3 separate regions of the Sus scrofa genome follow, and all the other regions are linked to region 1. Evidence: chromatin contacts called from public promoter capture Hi-C data. All regions are on one chromosome and are shown on one strand. Each heading gives the region's core, a stretch centred on a gene start, on an enhancer-like site or on the middle of the called end of the contact. The rest is flanking DNA. Distances are from core to core; before and after follow the strand shown.

The links. Promoter capture Hi-C pulls out the DNA fragments that hold promoters and counts their contacts.
Region 2: a contact with region 1 is called in a promoter capture Hi-C map of liver, with 6 times the contacts expected there. The contact joins the promoter of MANBAL here to the promoter of RPRD1B in region 1. A contact is called at or near these places in 1 of 5 promoter capture datasets (liver) and 1 of 2 datasets of contacts at active chromatin or transcription factors (alveolar macrophages).
Region 3: a promoter capture Hi-C map of liver shows a contact between it and region 1, with 3 times the contacts expected there. The contact joins the promoter of RBL1 here to the promoter of RPRD1B in region 1. A contact is called at or near these places in 1 of 5 promoter capture datasets (liver) and 1 of 2 datasets of contacts at active chromatin or transcription factors (alveolar macrophages).

The regions. Positions count from the first base shown.
Region 1 is chr17:41,092,709-41,095,408 of Sscrofa11.1, reverse strand. It overlaps RPRD1B (regulation of nuclear pre-mRNA domain-containing protein 1B), which reads right to left and starts at 1,417. Exons shown (of 7, transcript XM_021078140.1): 1 at 811-1,417. The coding sequence starts at 961. TTI1 (TELO2-interacting protein 1 homolog) reads left to right here and starts at 1,371. Exons shown (of 9, transcript XM_001925757.5): 1 at 1,371-1,504.
Region 2 is chr17:40,419,495-40,422,194 of Sscrofa11.1, reverse strand. It overlaps MANBAL (protein MANBAL), which reads right to left and starts at 1,450. Exons shown (of 4, transcript XM_005672921.3): 1 at 1,365-1,450.
Region 3 is chr17:40,277,917-40,280,616 of Sscrofa11.1, reverse strand. RBL1 (retinoblastoma-like protein 1) reads left to right here and starts at 1,299. Exons shown (of 22, transcript XM_021077346.1): 1 at 1,299-1,721. The coding sequence starts at 1,566. LOC110257355 (a long non-coding RNA gene) reads right to left here and starts at 2,288. Exons shown (of 3, transcript XR_002339844.1): 1 at 2,186-2,288.

The DNA.
Region 1 (2,700 bases), core at 168-2,667:
GGGGCTTAGTAAATGGCAAAATTGGACCCAGATTCCAGGCAGTTGGCCTCTGCAGCCAACATGCTATCAAGCTCCCAAACCAGCGCCTGGCATATAACAGGCTGAACTCAATCAATGACTGTCAGATCCTGAGCAGGGTCTCGAACCAATGAAGAGTTGCATGAGAAATGAAGAGGAGAAACTGAGAGACAAGGTCTAGGTGGTGGGGCCCCTTAACTTCTCTATAATGGCAGTGATTGTACCCACTTCCCAAGGCAGTGCTGAGGACTAAGTGCCAGGAGATATGCAAGGTCCTAGCATAGTGACTTGCACAGAACAAAGTCTCTGTAAGTGGCAGCTACCCTTGTCCTCCTTTGACAGATGAGAAAATAGAGGCAAAGGGAGAAGAAACTTGCCCGATATCACTCAGATCGCAAGTGGCTGAGCCAGGACTCTGTCTAGGCGGTCTTACTCCAAATGCCCAGCAAGAGTCTAGCACACGACAGGCTAGGGCCTGTACCCTCCACCAGGCGCTCAACGCCGCCGAGAGAATAATAGTCACAAGTGTCAGGAGAAGCCGGAGGGAAAAACGGCTGGGTGAACCGAGAGTCCTGAGCTCTGGTCGGTGGAACCTCAGACAAGTACCTTCCCGGACTTGATTTCCTTCTCCGAGAAATGTGGATAACACAGTTTTCAACCTCCGAAGAGCAGTCACTCAGAGGCCCAGGCCCGGAAAGCCAGGTTCAACTAAAAAGCTAGAGGGGCCTAAGGAGTGGGTGGGGGAGAAGACAGCCCGTGGGGAGGACCCAAATGGGTGGAGGGGGTGTTTACCTTTGCGGAGCTCACGGTGCCACACTGAGACGATGGGTCCTGCGTGCTTGCGGTGGTGGATGAGCCACAGGGAGAGGGTCTGCACGCTCTGCTGAGAGTTGCTCAGCTCCGAGAGCTTCTTCTCTAACGCAGACTCGGAGAAGGAGGACATGGTGGCGGCGGTGAGGCCCGGCAAGGAGCGGCCTAGGCCGCCCAGAGCGGCGGGAAGAGTGACGGCACGAGGCCGGGGCCTCACCTGACGGCCTGCACGACTCTTTACAGACTGAGAGACAGCGGGGGTGCCAGGAGGGGGAGGGGATGGGTCTCCGCAGTAACAGCCGCCCGCGCCGCCTCCACAAGATGGCCACCGACCTCTCACCCCACCGCCACAGCGGGGTCAAAGGGCAAGCGCCGGAGTGGCGGGGCACCAAGAGGAGTCAGAGTGTAGAAAAACACCGCTCCGGTGGTGTAGACCTCTCTAAATCTCGCTCGGGGCACTCCAAAAGCGACAGACCGGGAAACGAGAGCACTTCGGCGGCCTCCGGAAAGCGCTTTGACCGCTCGCGCCCGCACACAGGCGCAGTGAGTCGCCCTGGCACCCTTTCTCCCGCTATCGCGGAACCTTTCTGGCGCGGAGCGGTGCGGCGCGCGAGTTACGCGTCACTTCCGGCGGGGCGGAGGAGGCGGGAGAGTGAGGGAAAGGCTGGAAGACGAGGTAAGGGAAGAGAGTGGCGCGATCTAGAGGGAGCCCCGCAAGCTGGAGCCCTTAGAGGGGAATCCTGAGGCGGAGAGATCATGACCTGGGGATGGGATGAATTTCTCCCTCACCTGGCAGGCCCTAGCCCGCACTTTTCCTCCATACATGTCTTGCTCTCTGGGTGCCCCCCACAAAAAGCTTTTTGGTTCTTCCACGCCACCCACGTGCACTTTTCACGCCTTCACTCTTTAGCTCTTGCTGTTCTTTCTACAAAGGTGACGTCCCCCTCCTCAGCTTGTGGGCTCCCGCTCGGCCTTCAGGACCAGCCTTTAATGGCCAGTTCTGATGTTAGTCTGTGAGAGCACCGCCATAAAATACACTTCGGGGCTCTAGGCTCTTGGCTGGTGTTTTCAGGGGACTACAAACCGTCTTTGCCCTCTGGGGGTCCTTTGGACTGTTGCTTCAATTTAAGTAAAATGTTAACTTGGGGAGAGGAAGGTAAGGAAGTCAGTGGGTTCACTGACCTTCCAGAAACACTATTTGAGACTGAGCCCATTTCCTATTTTTAAAAAGTTTTAAATCCCAGTTGTCAAATCAGAAAAATTTGTCTAAACTGCTGCAGGGTGGTGGCAGGAGTTAGGTTCTTGTAGACATAACAGAGTTTTAAAATGTCTTGATCCTAGGGGAACTGATTGTTGTGGGCAGATTCCAGTTAGGAGACACTGTTCTAGTTGGTGCCTGTTGTTGCTCTTACTGCACTGTATTGTAGTCCTTTGCTTAGATGCTTTTATTCCGCCAGACTAGAATCATCACAATCAAAGCCAACATAAGTGAGCAGCTGCTCTTTTTACATAGTAACTCACTTAATCCTCAACAAAACTATGAGATGGGTATTATATTATTTCCATTTGACAGATGTGGAAAGTGAGGCTGAAAAAGGTTAAGGTGACCGACCCAAGTTCATGTAATGAAGATTAGAGGGAAAGGACTGTCTTCTTTACTCCAGCAGCTGACTCATAGCTGATTGAGTGAATTAGTATAAAAGAAGTGAAGAGCCTAAAATCACACAGTCATAATTATAACCTAGGGCCTTTGAGTCCAAATCTAGACCATCTTTCTGTATTAAGTAATAGTGTTATATACTGAATACTTTTATACCAGGTTGCTGTGTATTAAGCACATTGCATATATTCTTTTATTTAATCCTTTTGGGG
Region 2 (2,700 bases), core at 201-2,700, 670 kb after region 1:
GGAGTTCCCGTAGTGACTCAAAGGAAACGAATCTGACATCATGAGGATGTGAGTTCGATCCCTGGCCTCACTCAGTGGGTTAAGGATCCTGAGTTGCTGTGAGCTGTGGTGTAGGTCGCAGACGCGGCTCAGATCTTGTATTGCTGCAGCTGTGGCATAGGTCGGCAGCTACAGCTCTGATTAGACCCCTAGCCTGGGAACCTCCATATGCCATGCGTGCCGACCTAAAAAGACACACACCCCACAAATATTAATAACTTACTGACATTGGTTCATTAATTGTGACGAAAGTACTATATGCTATTGTAGAATGTTAGCAATTGGGTAAATGGGAGTTGTATATGGGAACTCACTGTCCTATCTTCACAATAATTTTGTAAATCTAAAATTGTTCTAAATAAGAAGTTTACTGGGGAAAAAGGTCAACATTCCAAAATAAATAACCCCTAAGACATGTCTAGCTGTCCAGACTTAGCAAGTAGAAACAAAGTCTTCACTAAGACTGAAAAACCCAGATTCCAAATATGTTGGTAGGGGATTCCTGGCTTTGAATGAAATGATTTTTAAATTGTGTCCTGAGAATTCAACAGAAACTCAGTGTCAAGAATCACTGCCTTAGAGACATGGGCTATATACCCAGACCCATCCCATTAAAGTCCCCAAGAACTACCCAAAACTGGGTTAGAGTTATGTCCTATGCAAAGGTAATCCATCCCCCACAGCAATCAGAATCAGCAGCCAGTGGGCTGAAACTGGTGGGCAGATGTCCCGCAATTTGGAATTACTAAAAAGTAAAACGTTTCAGTCATTTCCCACTTCTCCTAAAAACAAACAATTCGGCAAACAAACACGCACTGTGCACTTACTAAGGCGCTTTGCCTCCACCACCGCCTTTAATCCTCGGATCAAGTCTAAGAGCCCATTTTACAGAGATGGAAATTGAGAACCAGAGATAGTCCCCAGTTACAGAGCAATACAGGTACACTCAGGGGTCGAACCCCAGGCCAGACTGACTCCGGAGCTCTGGCTAATCCTAATGCTCCGCCCGTGGAAAGAAAGGACAGGTCAAATCTGCAAGGAACACCGAGTTTTGGCCCTGGCTCAAAACTAAGGCGCTGGGCTGCAGCAACCGAGGCCCTCTGCCTCGCTGGGACTCAAACCTCCCTCTCCAAGTAACTTCCGAATGCTTGGAAGCGCCCCAGGAAGTTATTTACTTTAGGCACCAAGCGCAGCTCTGCGACCAAGCGCCTCCGAGACAGCCGGACCGGGCCGGCGCCGGAGCCCAACCCCTCTCGGTTCCGCAGCCAGTACTACTCCGCCCAACCCTCAAAGCACCGCCGGGCCCCTACAGCCGCAAAACTCACCTCCCGCGCCGCCGCGGCACTGCCCCGGAAGTGGTTCCCCGTGACACTCCCCCATCCCGGAAGTGACGTTCCTGAGCAACCAGCGGACTCGGTTCCGCCCGCCAGCGTTGTTAGAATTTGTGGATACTGGCTCTGGGCTTTGTTAGACGTTTGTCCCGATTGTGTCGGTTTTAGATGGAGGGAGAGATCTGCGGAGGTGAGGTCCAGACGCCTCGGTTCTCCCAGCGGCTTTATCACACCCCATTTCAGGAAATGTTTATACACATTTGCAGAAGCCTTACTCTTTTTTTTTTTTTTTTTTTTTTTTTTTAAGTATAGTTGATTTACAGTGTTGTATAAGTTTCAGGTGTACAGCAAAGTGATTCAGTTATACACATAGATATATTCTTTTTCAGATTCTTTTCCTTCATAGGTTATTATAAGACATAGAATATAGTTCCCTGTGCTCTACAGTAGGACTTTGTCAATCATTTTGTGTATAGTTGTCTATGTCTGTTAATCCCAAACTCCTAATTTATTGCTCCTCCCCTCCCCCTTTGGCAACCGTAAGTTTTCTATGTCCATCAGTCTATTTCTGTTTTGTAAATAAGTTCATTTGTTTTTTTTTTTTTTGTTTTTTTTTTTTTTTTGCTTTTTTTAGGGCTGCATCTGCAGCATGTGGAGGTTCCCAGGCTAGGGGTGGAATGTGAGGTGTAGCTGCCTGCCTACACCAGAGCCACAGCAACGCCAGATCCCAGCGGAGTCTGTGACCTACACCACAACTCATGGCCACACCAGATCCTTAACCCACTGAGCAAGGCCAGGGATCCAACCTTCATGCTCATGGATACTAGTCAGATTCGTTAACCACTGAGCCACAATGGGAACTCCTCATTTGTATCTTTTTTTTTTTTTTTTAGATTCCACATATAAGTGATGTCATAGGATTTGTCACTCTATTTTTTATTTTTAAAATTTTTATTTTATTGTATTATTATTTTGCTTTTTAGGGCCACACCTGCAGCATATGGAAGTTCCCAGGCTAGGGGTTGAATCAGAGCTACAGTTACCAGTCTACACCACAGCCACAGCCACAGGCAATGCTAGATCTGAGCCACATCTGCAACTTACACTGAAGCTCACAGCAACGCCAGATCCTTAACCCACTGATGAGGGCCAGGGATTAACCCTCGTCCTCATGGATACTAGTCAGATTCGTTACTGCTGAACCACGAGGGGACTCCTATTTTTAGTTTTTTAAGGAAACTCATACTGTTTTCTATAGTGGCAGCACCAATTTACATTCCTACCAACAGTGAAGGGGGGTTCTCTTTCCTCCACACACTCTCCAGCATTT
Region 3 (2,700 bases), core at 50-2,549, 810 kb after region 1:
AGTTACCATTCCTCTCATTCCTTTTCTATCAGTTGAGGAGTGGGTTAGAGATTAAGGTCCCTATGGGGAGAGGCACATTTCCTATAGTAAACAAGGCCTGTGGGGAATTACTCTCTGGAGCCCTTAAACCACAAATGTTAATCAACAGCCATATCAAAGAATGCATCAAAGCCCATGCTCCTACACTGACTACATGAGTTAGTACTCTGCCTCAAAAGGAAGGCCCTACTCTCATGAAACTCACATTTTAGTAGGAAGAACCAGGGAATAAAGATAATTTCAGATAATGATAAGGTGCTATGAAGACAAATATGGTGGAGGAAAAGATGAGAGTCAGCTATTTGAAATAAAGTGCTCAGGGATGCCCTGACAGGGTGCCTTTTAGTTGAACTTGAATGAGGATGAGGCAGACAAGAAAAGACCTGGCATAGAGGGGCTGTTTGACCACCATGTGAGAAAGTCTTTGTGGAAAGAACTAATTTGGCAGCTTGGCATTTCCAAGGTTCCAAAACAAAGCAGTGAGGCTGGATCTTATTATATATCTGGAGAAGGGGACGCTCCCCTAGATGAGGTGGGGCCAGATTACATAGGGCCTTACTGGCCATGGAAAGAATTTTGGACATTACTTTAAGGGCAAAGGGTTTACTGAAGGATCCTAAATGATTGACTATGCTCTTATTTACCTTTTTAAAAGATCACTCTGGCTCTTCATGGGAAAGGGGTCTTGCTGGAGCAGAAGGGTCAGCTTTAAGACCAGTTCCATGCCTTCAGGTTTATGTTCTGGTCACTCCTAAGTCTGGAAGGACGATTTTTACTAGGTTCCAGGGACCCAGCTCCCAGGGAGCAGGGAGCTGAGAAAGTGCCCCCTTACTGCAGCTCTTTTAGCCCAGGTCAAGCCTCATTTGGAGTTCAAGAAGCGATGGATAGGGGTCCCCTAATACCCCTGCCTCACCAACCCTTCAGTCGCTCAAAAAACCATTCACTAGGTGCTAAAGACACTGAGGAGGGTCCGACAGGCCTTTCCTAGCCCTCTCTGTAGACGGACATTTTTCGATTTCCTCCAACTCCTAACTCAAGGGACAACTCTGGATTAGTCTGTGTTTGGCGCCCCGCGGCAGTGACAAACCCAGGCCCACGGGTTGGTGGGGCAGAGGAGACCTCTCTAAAATTAACAAGGCCACCCCGCAACACGGAGCCCAATCCCGCCGCCCGCTCCAAGGCAGGATATGGACTACCACTCCCAGCAGACTCTGCGCGCGGACTGCCGATCCCTCCGCACCCAATTTGTCCCGCCGGCTGTGTCTACCGCTACCTGCCAAGGGCCAAGTCCAGGTTTTTTAGACTCTAAATTCCTTCTTCTTAGCATGTTTCTGGAAGGGGCAGCGTGGAGCCCTGGAGGAAAGACGGACTTTTTTTCAGGAGAAACGCGGATGCAGACCATCAAAAAGACGTAGTGCTACAACCCGCGATTTTCGCGCGCTTTGGCGCGGGAGGTTGTGGGTAGCGCGCCCAGGAAGGAGAAAGGAGCCGGGGCTGTGACCACGCCGCCCGCCGGGCCTGAGGGGATGGACGAGGAAGATCCCTGCGCCGAGGGGGCGGCGGTGGTCGCCGCGGCCGGAGAAGCACTGCAGGCTCTGTGCCAGGAGCTGAACCTGGACGAGGGGAGCGCGGCCGAAGCCCTGGACGACTTCACCGCCATCCGGGGCACCTACAGTCTAGAGGTGAGCGGCGGCAGGTGAGGCGGACGACCGAGCTCGCCAGGCCCCACCCCTGCTCCGCCCCACCCCACCCAGTAGGGCGGTGGGAGTTTCCCCACCGGGAAGGGTCTCTGCCCATCCCGGCGCCGAAGAGTTCGAGACTGGAAGGGCGGGTGTAGATCAATCTCGCCACTTATTTTGAGGCGGGAAATCGAAGTCCGGAAAAGGAGCAGCTGGTTCAGGGTCACGCCACTCAGGGGCTCCCTAGACCCCAGACCTGCGCCGCAAACTCATGGGACTGCTCTTAAGTTTGTATAAAAAAAAAAAAAGTTCTGTAATGGTGAAAGGTTAAACGAATTGTGTGCTGAGATGCCACTGCGCAGCGCTTTGTCATTTTACTTAGTTCTCGCCACAACCCTTTGAACATGTTCCGTGATCCCCATTATACAGCTGAGGAAGCTGAGCCCTCAAGTGGTTAAGCTACTTACCCAGGGTCACACGGGTAGTGGTGGAGCCGGAACCACAACCTCTTCACCTTCCGCCTCAAGGTGTTGGTTGCTCGCCTTGCGGTAGACTATGCAGCAGTTTGATCACATTATTATCGAGTGTGCACACAGTGCTTATCTCTCCGCCCCAGGTTTCTCCTCTCAGATGGGGATAATTAGATTATCCCAATGCGAAGTACAGTGTCTGTCTCTGAACAAAATAAATGTAGGCTATCATTCGAATTTTCCCCCAATCACTCTTGCATTTAGTTCTCATGAGAGCTCTGTGAACATGGCAGGGCAATGAGTTTTAAACCTGCTTTTCAGGTAATAACATCAAGGCCCAGAGGACTGTCTTACCCAGAATCATTCTCACTAATTATGATAGGCACCCAGTCGAGTGGTAAGCCTACGTAGAGATAGAATTGTGATGGAACTGTTCACAATTACTCCAGAGGCCTTATGATCAAACGTTTCCTTGATTCGGGAGGGCTGGACTCACACAGAGTGCCATACTG